Regions from separate parts of the Zea mays genome. Here all the other regions are linked to region 2. The links are chromatin contacts, called in public Hi-C maps. All regions are on one chromosome and are shown on one strand. The core of a region is the stretch at or near the end of the contact, and the rest is flanking DNA. Distances in the headings are between cores, read along the strand shown. Region 1 holds the start of LOC542533 (calmodulin 2). Region 2 holds the start of LOC100272400. Region 3 holds the start of LOC103649967 (NAC domain-containing protein 74).

Region 1 (3,523 bases), core at 837-3,336, 180 kb after region 2:
GCACCGGACTGTCCGGTGTGCACCGGACTGTCCGGTGCGCCAACGGCTCCCAGATCTGCAACGGTCGGCTTCGCCATTTAAGGAAAGGAATCGGGCACCGGACACTGTTCGGTGTGCACCCGACTGTCCGGTGCGCCCGAAGACAGAAGGCAAGATCAGCCTTCCAGAACTGCTCTCAACGGCTCCTAGCTGCCTTGGGACTATAAAAGGGACCCCTAGGCGCATGGAGGAGAAAACCAAGCATTCCTACAACATTCCTAAGCACCAAGACATCGATCTCGCGCATTCGTTTCATTGTGATAGCATATAGAGCTCTTGTGGAGTTGTGAACTCTTTAAGTTGTGTTGCGAGCTCTTGTTGCGACTTGTGTGCGTGTTGTTGCTCTGATCTTTTGAAGTATTGTGTGCGTTGCTCATTCCCCCTTGCTCTGTGTTTCTTTGTGAACTTCAATTGTAAGGGCGAGAGGCTCCAAGTTGTGGAGATTCCTCGCAAACGGGATTGAGAAAAAGCAAGCAAAACACCGTGGTATTCAAGTAGGTCTTTGGACCGCTTGAGAGGGGTTGATTGCAACCCTCGTCCGTTGGGACGCCACAACGTGGAGTAGGCAAGCGTTGGTCTTGGCCGAACCACGGGATAAACCACTGTGTCATCTCTGTGATTGATCTTTTGTGGTATTGTGTTTTGTTGAGACTCCTTTCTAGCCACTTGGCAATCATTGTGCTAACACTTAACAAGTTTTTGTGGCTATAAGTTTAAGTTTTTACAGGATCACCTATTCACCCCCCCTCTAGGTGCTCTCAAAAAGGGGAACCGACTTAAAGATGAAAAGCCAAATTAGACCTTAGAGAATTACTATAGAGTTATTGATAAAAGCAAAGGGCATTAATGTAATTTTACATGGGCTGCGTCCCGTGCCTATAAATAGATGAACAGTACTCCCGTACTGTTCACGCTGACTTGGCATTGACATCTCGTTTGTACTCTTACTTTCCTTCAAGCCGAAGGTACATTTGTAATTTGTTATTGTTTATATAAGTAAAATAAATAGAAATAAATTAATAATGATATTCATAGTAATCATGTTATTTTCCGTATTTTATGCATGTCTTTTCTTATCTTTTATTATGATTACGAAGGTATGACTTTCATAACCTTCGTCCGAAGTCCATTATATTCAAGGGGGAATAATGCTTCGAAGAACGAATGGCTTTAATATTTAATATTTTATGTTGTCTTGTTCTTAATTCATAGCATTTGAGAATAAGTCCCCAACACTATTCTTTTTATATAGACTCAATCTAACGCATTACAACGTTTTGTGCTATCTGGATCGGTCTGACACATCTGAGACTTAAATGTACACATATACCCTCATCAACAATTTGGGTCATGCTTTAATGGGATGTGCCTTAACAAGTCGTGTCATGCCGAGACGACTTAAATGTACACATATACCCTCATCAAGGATAAAGATATTGTGGACAACGTTTAGCTCTAGTTGAAACTTGGATGTTTGGTTGTCCAGATAAGTTTAGTTCGTGTCACATCAAATATTTGAATATCAATTATAAATATTAAATATAGACTTAGTTAATTTTAATAAATCCATTCCTTATTTTAGTCTTCATATATGTAATTATTATTTTAATAATTAGACCGTATTTAATATATGTAATTATTATTAAACAATTAATATGACAGGAACTAAATTTTAGTCGGGTGAACCAAACCCCATGACGAGCATGGATTTAGATAATTATTCGGATGTTAATTTTTTTAATTGTGAAAAAATAACATAAAATTTGATATATATAAATTTATATTCTTGTTTTAGCATTGAACCTATTAATATTCACAAAAGTAAACTTTAAATATGTTCTATATTTTTAAAAATTGATATAAAATTTAGATACTGGTACGAAAATATGTTTTTTATAAATAAAATTTTATTCTTTGTATTTTATAATATTATCAATAACGTGACTAAAATTAATCATAATTTCTGTATATATTTATGTATATATTTATGTTAAAATGTTAGATTTATCTGTATAAATCGGATGGAACCGGTGTGGAAGGTGGGACACACGAGTACACGACCACGAGAGACTGGTCGGTCTGCGACTGTCTCTGACCGCTGACCGCACTGTCCTCTGCTTCTGTCTTTCTCTCTCTCCCCTGTCCCCCTTCCAGATTTCCTCCATTCGCGGTTTGCCTCTCTGCCTTCCTGCCTGCTTCCCTCCCTCCGTCAGATCCCCGCTCGGGTTGCCATGGCGGACCAGCTCACCGACGAACAGATCGCCGAGTTCAAGGAGGCCTTCAGCCTCTTCGACAAGGACGGCGACGGTATTCGCCACGCCCCCGCTCTCTCTCTCCCTGTGTCCCGACGTGCGCGGCTTGATGTGGTATAGTAGATTCGCGTCACGGAAGCGACGGGGGATCTCACATGACCACTGGTGTGTCAGTGGCAACTCGCATCAAGCGGATCGCGGGGTAGGTTTTTTTTTGGTCTCGGAGTATCTCGACATGCAGATGCAGATCTCACGCCCTCTTTATCTCCCGCGGGTTATATCACGTTACGACTAGTGCTTGCAATTTCTGAGTCGGATCCCCAACGGGGAGACAAATTGCTTTTGACCCCGGAGCCGCGTGGAGGTGACATATGTGTGATCTTGTGGAAATTTGGACGCAGATCGACCGGATGGCCGGGTGGGTGTAGTACCCGACGATTGGAGGTTCTGTAGAATCCCAGCCAAGGAATCATTCCACATCATGAGAGTTCCCTCATTATGGTAAACCGGCATAGGGATACTAGGAAACATTGAATCATGTGAGGAGGTGGTAGAAAGCATTCGATCGTGTGAGGAGGTGGAACCAGTGCGGGTAGCATGGACATGGTGGCGGCGGATGCTGCTGTCTGCAGCTTGGATGTAGCGCAGGGCGCACTGTTTTGTGATCCTAATTGTGGGAAGTTATGAGAACATGTGGAGTCACTAGTTAGTCGGCAGGAATAGCTTGAAGGTGGTGAACTCTGCAACATGGTGCAATCATATGGCACCATGGGGGTTGTAGGGGCATGATGAGTCACTTGCCAGTGGGCATGTGCATGGCAGGGAAGATGATGTGTGGTGTGTCATCGGCGCAAGGCATATAGAATGAATTAGCAGGTATTGGAGCTAGCCACTGGGTTTCGGTTACATCACGTCGCATTATGATGTAAAGGTGTTAGCACCTTTGATGTTTTGTGGGTAAAAGGTGCAAGTTCCATTAGGCTATGACCAGCAGATCGTGCATATGACCGTGCAAAATACTGTTTTGTACGTAGACTATACTGTTTATAGAGTGAAGTTTGAAATAGTGGATGGGGATGAGTAAGATGCTGGAGATAGCCTTACGAGTTTATGGTTCATCCCCTCACAATTTGTTGTACCGTGATTGTGTGCTCAAAGCGAATTGTTCATTTTACTGTTGGACTAATTGGCAAAAAAAACTTAGAACTATTGCTTTGTGCTAAAGAACTGAT
Region 2 (3,633 bases), core at 651-3,150:
AGCAATTAGAAAGGATATAGAGTCTCTTGGAGTTGCTCTAAAGTAATAAGAGTGGATAAAAAAAGGTACTGGCAGATTCATAAAAAACTTCCATAATGCTATATTATTAACGTATTGAGATAAAAATTAATGGGCAAAATATCATCTTGACATGGAGTGCAATAAACATAGAACTGACCCGAAGAGAACTTGGACAAGTGTTATAGTTATAGTATTTGGTCAGGGACAAAAAAAAACTAGTTTCAAGTGGGGCTAATTAGTAAGCAGGCATGGGTGGGATGTGAAAATGAGGTAGTGCATGGACTCAGTAGCTTGTTTTCCATTCTAAAGAGCCCCGATCTACATAGAAGATAAAATATTTGAGTTCGGTCAGAGCTTTTCAAGTCAATGCTTGCCAACCACAAAAATAGACATGTTTCTTATGAGTAGCATGGACTCAATAGCTATTTGTTTTTCCATACAAAAGAGCTCCGATCCAATCTACAAAGAAGGTAAAATATATGGGTCCAATCCAAGTTTTTCAGTCCACGTGCTTGCCAGGCAGACACAAAAACAGGCATGCTTCTTATAATGAGCTAACTACAATACAAGTTCACATCGAGAACATGTGGAAAGCATCAGCCAAGTCAAGTCAATAAGAGGGGTATCAGGAATAGAAATAGATTTGCAAGGAACAAGAAAGCAGTATAAATACATAGTATGTCAAATCTGACCTCATAGCATCATATACTGCAAGAGCTTCTGTCTCATAGCCTAACTTCTCGCCATTCTGAATGAGGGAGAAAGATGATATGAAGATTGGATTAGAGCAAGAATTAATCTGTGATTGTTAAGAGATACGTTCCTACAAAAAAAAATAGAAAACTCGGTGCTCTGTGGGTGAGAAAACAAATAAACTTACACATAGTCTAGGTGAACAAAACTAATGATTAAAGAACCAAAAATCCACAGGCTAAGATAAATTGATGCCCACTACACAAAGGTTTTTGGAGCCATAGGTCTGTCAAATAACCCAGGCATACTTTAAGCTCGTAGCCTTATCGTGTTTATTGTTTTCCTAGGTAGGTGTGTTTCCATTTTGGTTGTGAGCTCCGACCTACGTCCGCACTCATTTGACACAACCAAGTAATAATCGCCATAAGGATTTTTTTTTCCCGAACGCCCAGTAGAGTTGGGCATCATTGTATTAAGAAGGAAAAGGTCCAAAATTAAACCGAGTGAAAAAGTTATCATGGTCATAAGGAAATCAAGGAAAGGTGAATCAGAAGCAGCACCAAACCTTGGTGGTGCCAGTGGAATTGATGTACATGTAGATTGGCTTCTCGGCGTCGTCATACTGGAGGTAGAGAAACTCGGCGAGCATGAGCTCCGTGACCGACGGAACGAGGCACATCCCCAAGTACACGATCCGGTTCTTGTACAGGAACGAGGCCAAGTCCGGCGGTGGCTGCTCCCACGCGGCCCCCCTCAGGAACGGCACCACCTGCAGGCACCAACAACAGACAAAAACACCATTTAGGCGTTATCGCACTCCAGACACGCCAAATTCGCTCCCCAGAGCTCGGCCAAGCGCGGACCGTACCATCGCGACGACATCCCTGGCGCCGCGACCGCCGTCGACGGCGGGTTCTCGATGGGGGCTCAGGAACCGCGGCTTGGCGCCGGCGAGCGCGCGGGGGCGGGCAGCGAGGCGGAGCTGGGATGAGGGCGAGACGGGGAGGCAACGGGGCGGGGAGAAGAGTGTGCGGACGTCGAGGGCGACGCGGGGAGGGGACAAGAAGGCGGCGGCAGCTGCCTCCATGGCGAGGCGGCGGTGCGGACTGCGGAGGGGACTGGGAGTCTAGGAGCGGGCTCAGCTTGGAGGTGGCACCGGTCGGAGTGCGGATAAGCTCCCGCAGTCGATGATTTGGCCCGTAGACAACTATCGGCCTGGGCGCCTGGCGCGAGACGGATGAAGGCCCGTTTGTTTTTGTTTTTTTTTTCACTAAAGTTTAGTTACTAAAAAATTCTATTTGGTTTGATTGATTAGAATTTAACTAAAATACATTAATTACTGTGTATAATAACTATACTATCCTAAGTGCCAGTTTGGTAGGGCTTCTAAACCGGCTCCGACTTCGGCTCTTGGAGGAGCCCTCTAAGGACTAATTTGGTGACCATGGATCATGGGAAATTGGAGGGGGTTGAGGAGGAAATTAGTTCATTTCCCCCTCAATCCCCTCCAATCATCTCATGATCCCTTTGTCACTAAATCAGTCCTAAACGGTCTTTAAAAAATAACTCCCAATAAAGATCACTGAGTAGCTGGAGCCATTTTTAAGAGAGGAGTCGGAGCCAAAAAAATTGGCTCCTACCGACTCCTCTCATTCCCCTCCTCTCACGTCATGAAGAGTCGTTTTATCAAACGATTTGTTAAAAAAACATGGCTCCTATAGATGAGTTATTTTTGAAGAGAAGTTAGAGCCGGAGTCATTTTTAGAGGAGCCGGAGCCGTACCAAACAGGGTCTAAATAAATACATGCTCAGTTGTTGTTAGTCGTGTTCACACTAGCTGAACGCCCGCCACGCAGGGGTGTATCTAGCAGGTATGCCTGTATGATCGGGCATATCTCGCGTACTCAATGTATACATAGTCTACTAGTAACTGATGCGCGCCCCGCGCGCGTAGAAAACCAAATATAACATTCCCTTAAGAGACATGAAACTGGTTGTGAATCATAGAAATCTAATATCATCTTAAAAAACATTAAATGACCAGTTGTAAATTATACAGTTCAAAGTAACAACACATTAAATGACCATTTCGATAAAAAAATATTAAATGACCAGAGAATGAAAGGGTTACCCCAAATGCTGAAGACCATTTCCAAGATTAGCTAGGTCTGTTGTATCTGACAATGATATAAGTGCTTGCTTCACTTATATAGGTGTATAAATTTATACTTAGTCCATTGTTTTTTTTAGAATAGAGTAACCATGCAGATCCCAATCTGCGGGACTGCACCGGTCGATCTAAACAACCAGTTCCTCCTAAAGCCATATATTCATCCAATAAAGCACAGATCCGACACTCGCTTTGCTAAGCCAAAATCATAAAGCTTAAATTTCGAAAAGGTAATATGGTAAATCTTGCAGCTAGCTTAAGCCCAACAAACACGGCATTAGCGGCTCAGCAAAAGTACCTGCTCGGCGAGATGTGGCAGTCCGTGGCGTGAACCTGCTGGGGTCACACATGCATGTATATCGGCTTCCTGTCGCCGCCAGCAAGCTTCTCCTCTGTATTCTCCTTCTTCACCGCCTTCCCATACGGCCACAACCTTCTTCGAGAAGGGGATAGTGAGCTTAGAGAACTGCGTGGCGCGGTCCAAGAGGACACCGACGAAAGAAGCCCGGGCTCTGTCTCAGCCACTGGCGAGTAGCGATGGGAGTTCCCCAATGGCCCTCGCGGCAGCTAGAAGAGTCCAGAAGAATTTGGTGTAGGGTGAAGAATTCCGTGTGTTTGCCACCTGGCCGTTGAGATAGAATCGAATGGCCAAAAATTATTAAAGTGACGTGGCTCCACGGAATCACAGCTTTGCTCCCTGCTCTTATATATAGAAAGAATAGTAACTGGGCGCGCCCTTGGGCGCGATT
Region 3 (3,781 bases), core at 804-3,303, 190 kb before region 2:
GTCCTTCCCAGTTGATTTCCAGTAACCAGCTAGTGTTGCTCTGTTTGACCTAGAGCCAGTAGGGTACTTCCTGTCACGAGAGGCAAAGAAATGCCACTTGTTGTCCTTGATTGGAAGATTGCACTTTGCTGCAAATACAATCAGAACTCAGAAGATCAGGAAACATGAGGATATGAGCCATGCAATAGGAGAGAACATTTGAATTGCATCCATAAGTGGTGTCCATAGCAGAAAACTTCATCCACAGAGCTAAAGAATATATACTAGATAACGAGGATACAGATTGACAGGGATCACTTTAATGTAAAACAAAAAAATCTGCATCAATTATAGACTTAATTGATAAATATTTTCCGTCTATCTGCCTATGATTCTCAAGAACTTCATAGGATTCAAATTGTTATCACATCTAGGCCCTATAGATAATAACTGAGGTACTTTTTTGGGGGAAGTTATCCATGAACCCAACTAAAAACTATGAAAGTATGATCAACCTACCAGGTAAATCCCATGGTTCATGCTTGTATATATCCACCTCTGGTATAAGATCATATTCAATTTTCTGACCAAGTATTTTCCTCTTGAGATAGTGAGAAACAAGTTCTATATCAGAAGGATGGAATCCAAATCCTGGTGGCAGGTGCATATCACGCAGTACTTCCATTTTACAATGTCTGCATTAACCACAAAACACAAACAAAAGCACAAGCATGATCAGAACCAGAACAATTCAAAAGTATGGATTCTCAAACGATAGATGTAAACAATCATGCCTAGAAATGCAGAAGATATATTGATCAGTCAAATGATCTATGATAAACAACCATGCCAGCAAAGGCAGAATATATTTTGAGCTCATTAACTCTTCCAGTAGAAGAAATTCTTTGAGGGCTTTACTCTCAAAACAAAGCAGAAATTTCTAAAGCGTTACAACAACAACAACAAAAAGGATTTGAGTTCTTGGAGCTATATGGCAAAGTAAAATTTTGCTAGTGGAACAAAATCCATCAAAGCATATACTAAAAAAAACAAAGGTAGTTCCACAATTCCAGTCCCACGAAACACAAAAGGACAAACTGCATCATTTTCAAACATGGAGGCATTTTTCAGCATATAGTGTAACAAAAACAAAATACTGAAGATAGACAACAAGAAAATTCTAAAGATAGACAAAAGAACCCAGATAAGCAGAACCTTCTGCAAATTCGGTCGAGGAGCTCAAAATCCGCCCACAAAAGCAGAACCCTCCTGCTCCTTCCCACTGCCAGAATGCAATCGAAGGCAAGAAAAGAAGACATTGGACACGATCGAGATACGCCAGAATCCCCGTTTCATGTGACATCTCAGGACCCGTGATTTCGCACAGAAGAAGAAGAATAATAACACCCAGCCTAGTGACCACGGCGTCAATCAGAGCCAAACCCCTTCTTCAGGACGTCATAGGAAATTCCCCGTTGACGAAAAAAAAAGCATCGACCTAGGATCGGCACCCGAAACCTTAACCGACCAAAGAAACGCAACGAATCCTAACTAAGCGAGTGCGCGATCAGCAGATATCACACCCACCCTAAGCGAATCCACCACCATCGTGGCCGCACCACCGCACACGCCGCGCAGTCGCACCCCGAGCGCCAGGGACGCGTAGAACAGATAAACGCCCAACAAAAACACCGCACACCGACCAGGGCACCAGCACCAGACGAACAGAAACGGCACGTCGAGGCCGACGACGGGATCGGCTCACCTCTCCGGAGCCCAGGTGCCCGCACGGCCGATCGCGCCCGACCGGCGCCCCGCGTAACCACCAGGACGGCGCCGCCGTGCGGGGAAGAGGAGCCTGGAGGGGGCACAGCGAAGAGCTCGAGGGCGGTGTTCGGCCCAGCGGACGAGTCAAGGCTGGGAGTGGCGGCACTGGGTGGGGGAAGCGTCAGAGGTAGGGTGGTGGGGAGCGAGTAGTAGGGGAGGGCGATTGGGCGAGATGGACGAAGCAGCCAGGAAGCTGTGGGTGCACTGCTTGTCTGCGTGGGGGCTGCGTGCGCCCGCGTCTTTAACTATACGCGCTGGCTACGCGGGGCTGGGTCGTTTCGTTTGCTTAGCGCGGGCGTCCTGAGTCCTGACCAAGTCGCCGAGTAGCTGGATGGATTGGACGGCAGGATGTGTGAGTGAGGTCGTGGTCGTTGGCCTGCGGCTCGTTGGATGCGATTCGGACGCATCCGGTTCCAAGTGCCGCTGCTGGCTCGCTGCCAGGTGGGGACGCCGCACTGGACTTGTCTTGTGGAGCAAGCCTTCCCTGTGTTCCTCCCTCGGCGCTCGTGCCGCCAGTGTTGTCTGAACTCGGCTCACCACTCGTACCGGTGGGAGATGGCCGGTTCAAACTGTTGAGAAACGCCAAAGAAGTCGCATGTCATAGAACCAGTGATTTCAAGTCGTCCGACTAATCGTGATTAGTCGGGCTAGTCGGTATTTTGTGCACGATTTGGCGGACGACTCGACTAGACAGCCTAGTCGTTCTGGTCGTCCGACTAATCGTCGACTAGATCGACTAGTCGTCCGATTTGTGTGATCTGGTCGTCCTGGCTAGGGTTCAGTTATTGGGTCTTTTTTAGCCCATCTATAGTGACTACAAGTCTCCTTTCCTCTCCTATTCTACCCTAGCCGCCAAACACTGGCTCCCTGGCCTGGCCAACGTCTCCTCTCTTGCGCCCCCTGCCTCTCCCTTCTCTTGCACTGCGCCACTGCCCCTGCGTCCCTGCCCCTCCTCCTAGACACCGGCGGGCGGCGGCACAGCCGGCGGGCAGCGGCACAGCAGCCTGCGTCCCTGCCCCTCCTGGAGTCCTGCAGCGGCTGTGGCTACAAACCAGTGGCGAGATGAGCACATCATCTGAAGGTTTCTCCTGCTCCCTCCACTTTTCTTCCTTCTTTGTACTGCATGTAGTGGATGGTTGCTGACTTGCTGTTGTCCCTCCTGCTCCCCCAATTCAACCAATGCTGTGTTGCTGGCCTGCTGCCCTATACAGAATTTGTTGCTGGCCGTGCACAAGTGGAAGTTATTATGAATAATGTAGAATCATCAGCCGCATCAGGTGGTGCTCCTGGTTCAGCAGCTTCTGCTACTTTAGACTCTGCTGCTTTTGTTGAAAAGGCTATAGCAGCACTTCCACCAGAGCTTGCATCCCAAGCTGTTGACGTGAAGAGGAAAGCCAAATCACAAGACCCAGGATGGAAATATGGTTGGTGGCCAGATTCTACAAAGAAGGACTTTGTGCAGTGCATTTTCTGTAGGAAGATCATCCCTTCTGGGATAAAAAGGTTCAAGCAACATCTCGCTGGAGGTTTTGGTGATACAATGAAGTGTGGTAGTGTGCCTGAATTGGTTTCAAAAGAGATGCTTGCTTACCTAAGGAAGAATGCAAGGTCTTTGGTTGTGAATGTGGATGAAGATGGTGGAGAAGATGAAAGTGAAGGTAAAAAAAGAACAAGTTGCAGCTGAACCAAGTTCTGGGACTAAGGTTAAGCAAGCGAAGAAGAAGATAAATCAGTCAGCCATTAGTGCATTTGTTGTTTCAGCACCACCAAAACCACAAACTCAGAAGCACTCTAAGTCAGTGAGTTCTATGCTTTGCAAGACACCAGAAGAAGTGGTTGCTGAGAGGCATAGATCTAAAACATCTCAATCTACACTTGAGCACTGCACCAAAAAAGATAAGGAGGCCAAACAAATAGTTGATGACCATGTTGCTGATTTCCTATATGAGAATAATATTCCATTAAATGTTGTTAA

The links. A called contact is a pair of places that touch in the nucleus more often than the background predicts.
Region 1: a contact with region 2 is called in a Hi-C map of leaf, with 8 times the contacts expected there. The contact joins the promoter of LOC542533 here to the promoter of LOC100272400 in region 2. A contact is called at or near these places in 7 of 25 Hi-C or Micro-C datasets (bundle sheath, ear, endosperm and 2 more) and 2 of 3 datasets of contacts at active chromatin or transcription factors (leaf and seedling).
Region 3: a Hi-C map of ear shows a contact between it and region 2, with 2.1 times the contacts expected there. The contact joins the promoter of LOC103649967 here to the promoter of LOC100272400 in region 2. A contact is called at or near these places in 3 of 25 Hi-C or Micro-C datasets (ear, leaf and tassel).

The regions. Positions count from the first base shown.
Region 1 is chr3:38,647,141-38,650,663 of Zm-B73-REFERENCE-NAM-5.0, forward strand. It overlaps LOC542533 (calmodulin 2), which reads left to right and starts at 2,087. Exons shown (of 2, transcript NM_001112077.2): 1 at 2,087-2,346. The coding sequence starts at 2,271.
Region 2 is chr3:38,464,539-38,468,171 of Zm-B73-REFERENCE-NAM-5.0, forward strand. LOC100272400 reads right to left here and starts at 1,901. Exons shown (of 7, transcript NM_001146880.1): 1 at 1,583-1,901; 2 at 1,280-1,483; 3 at 714-769. The coding sequence starts at 1,801.
Region 3 is chr3:38,271,219-38,274,999 of Zm-B73-REFERENCE-NAM-5.0, forward strand. It overlaps LOC103649967 (NAC domain-containing protein 74), which reads right to left and starts at 2,054. Exons shown (of 5, transcript XM_035966187.1): 1 at 1,567-2,054; 2 at 499-674; 3 at 1-128. The coding sequence starts at 664.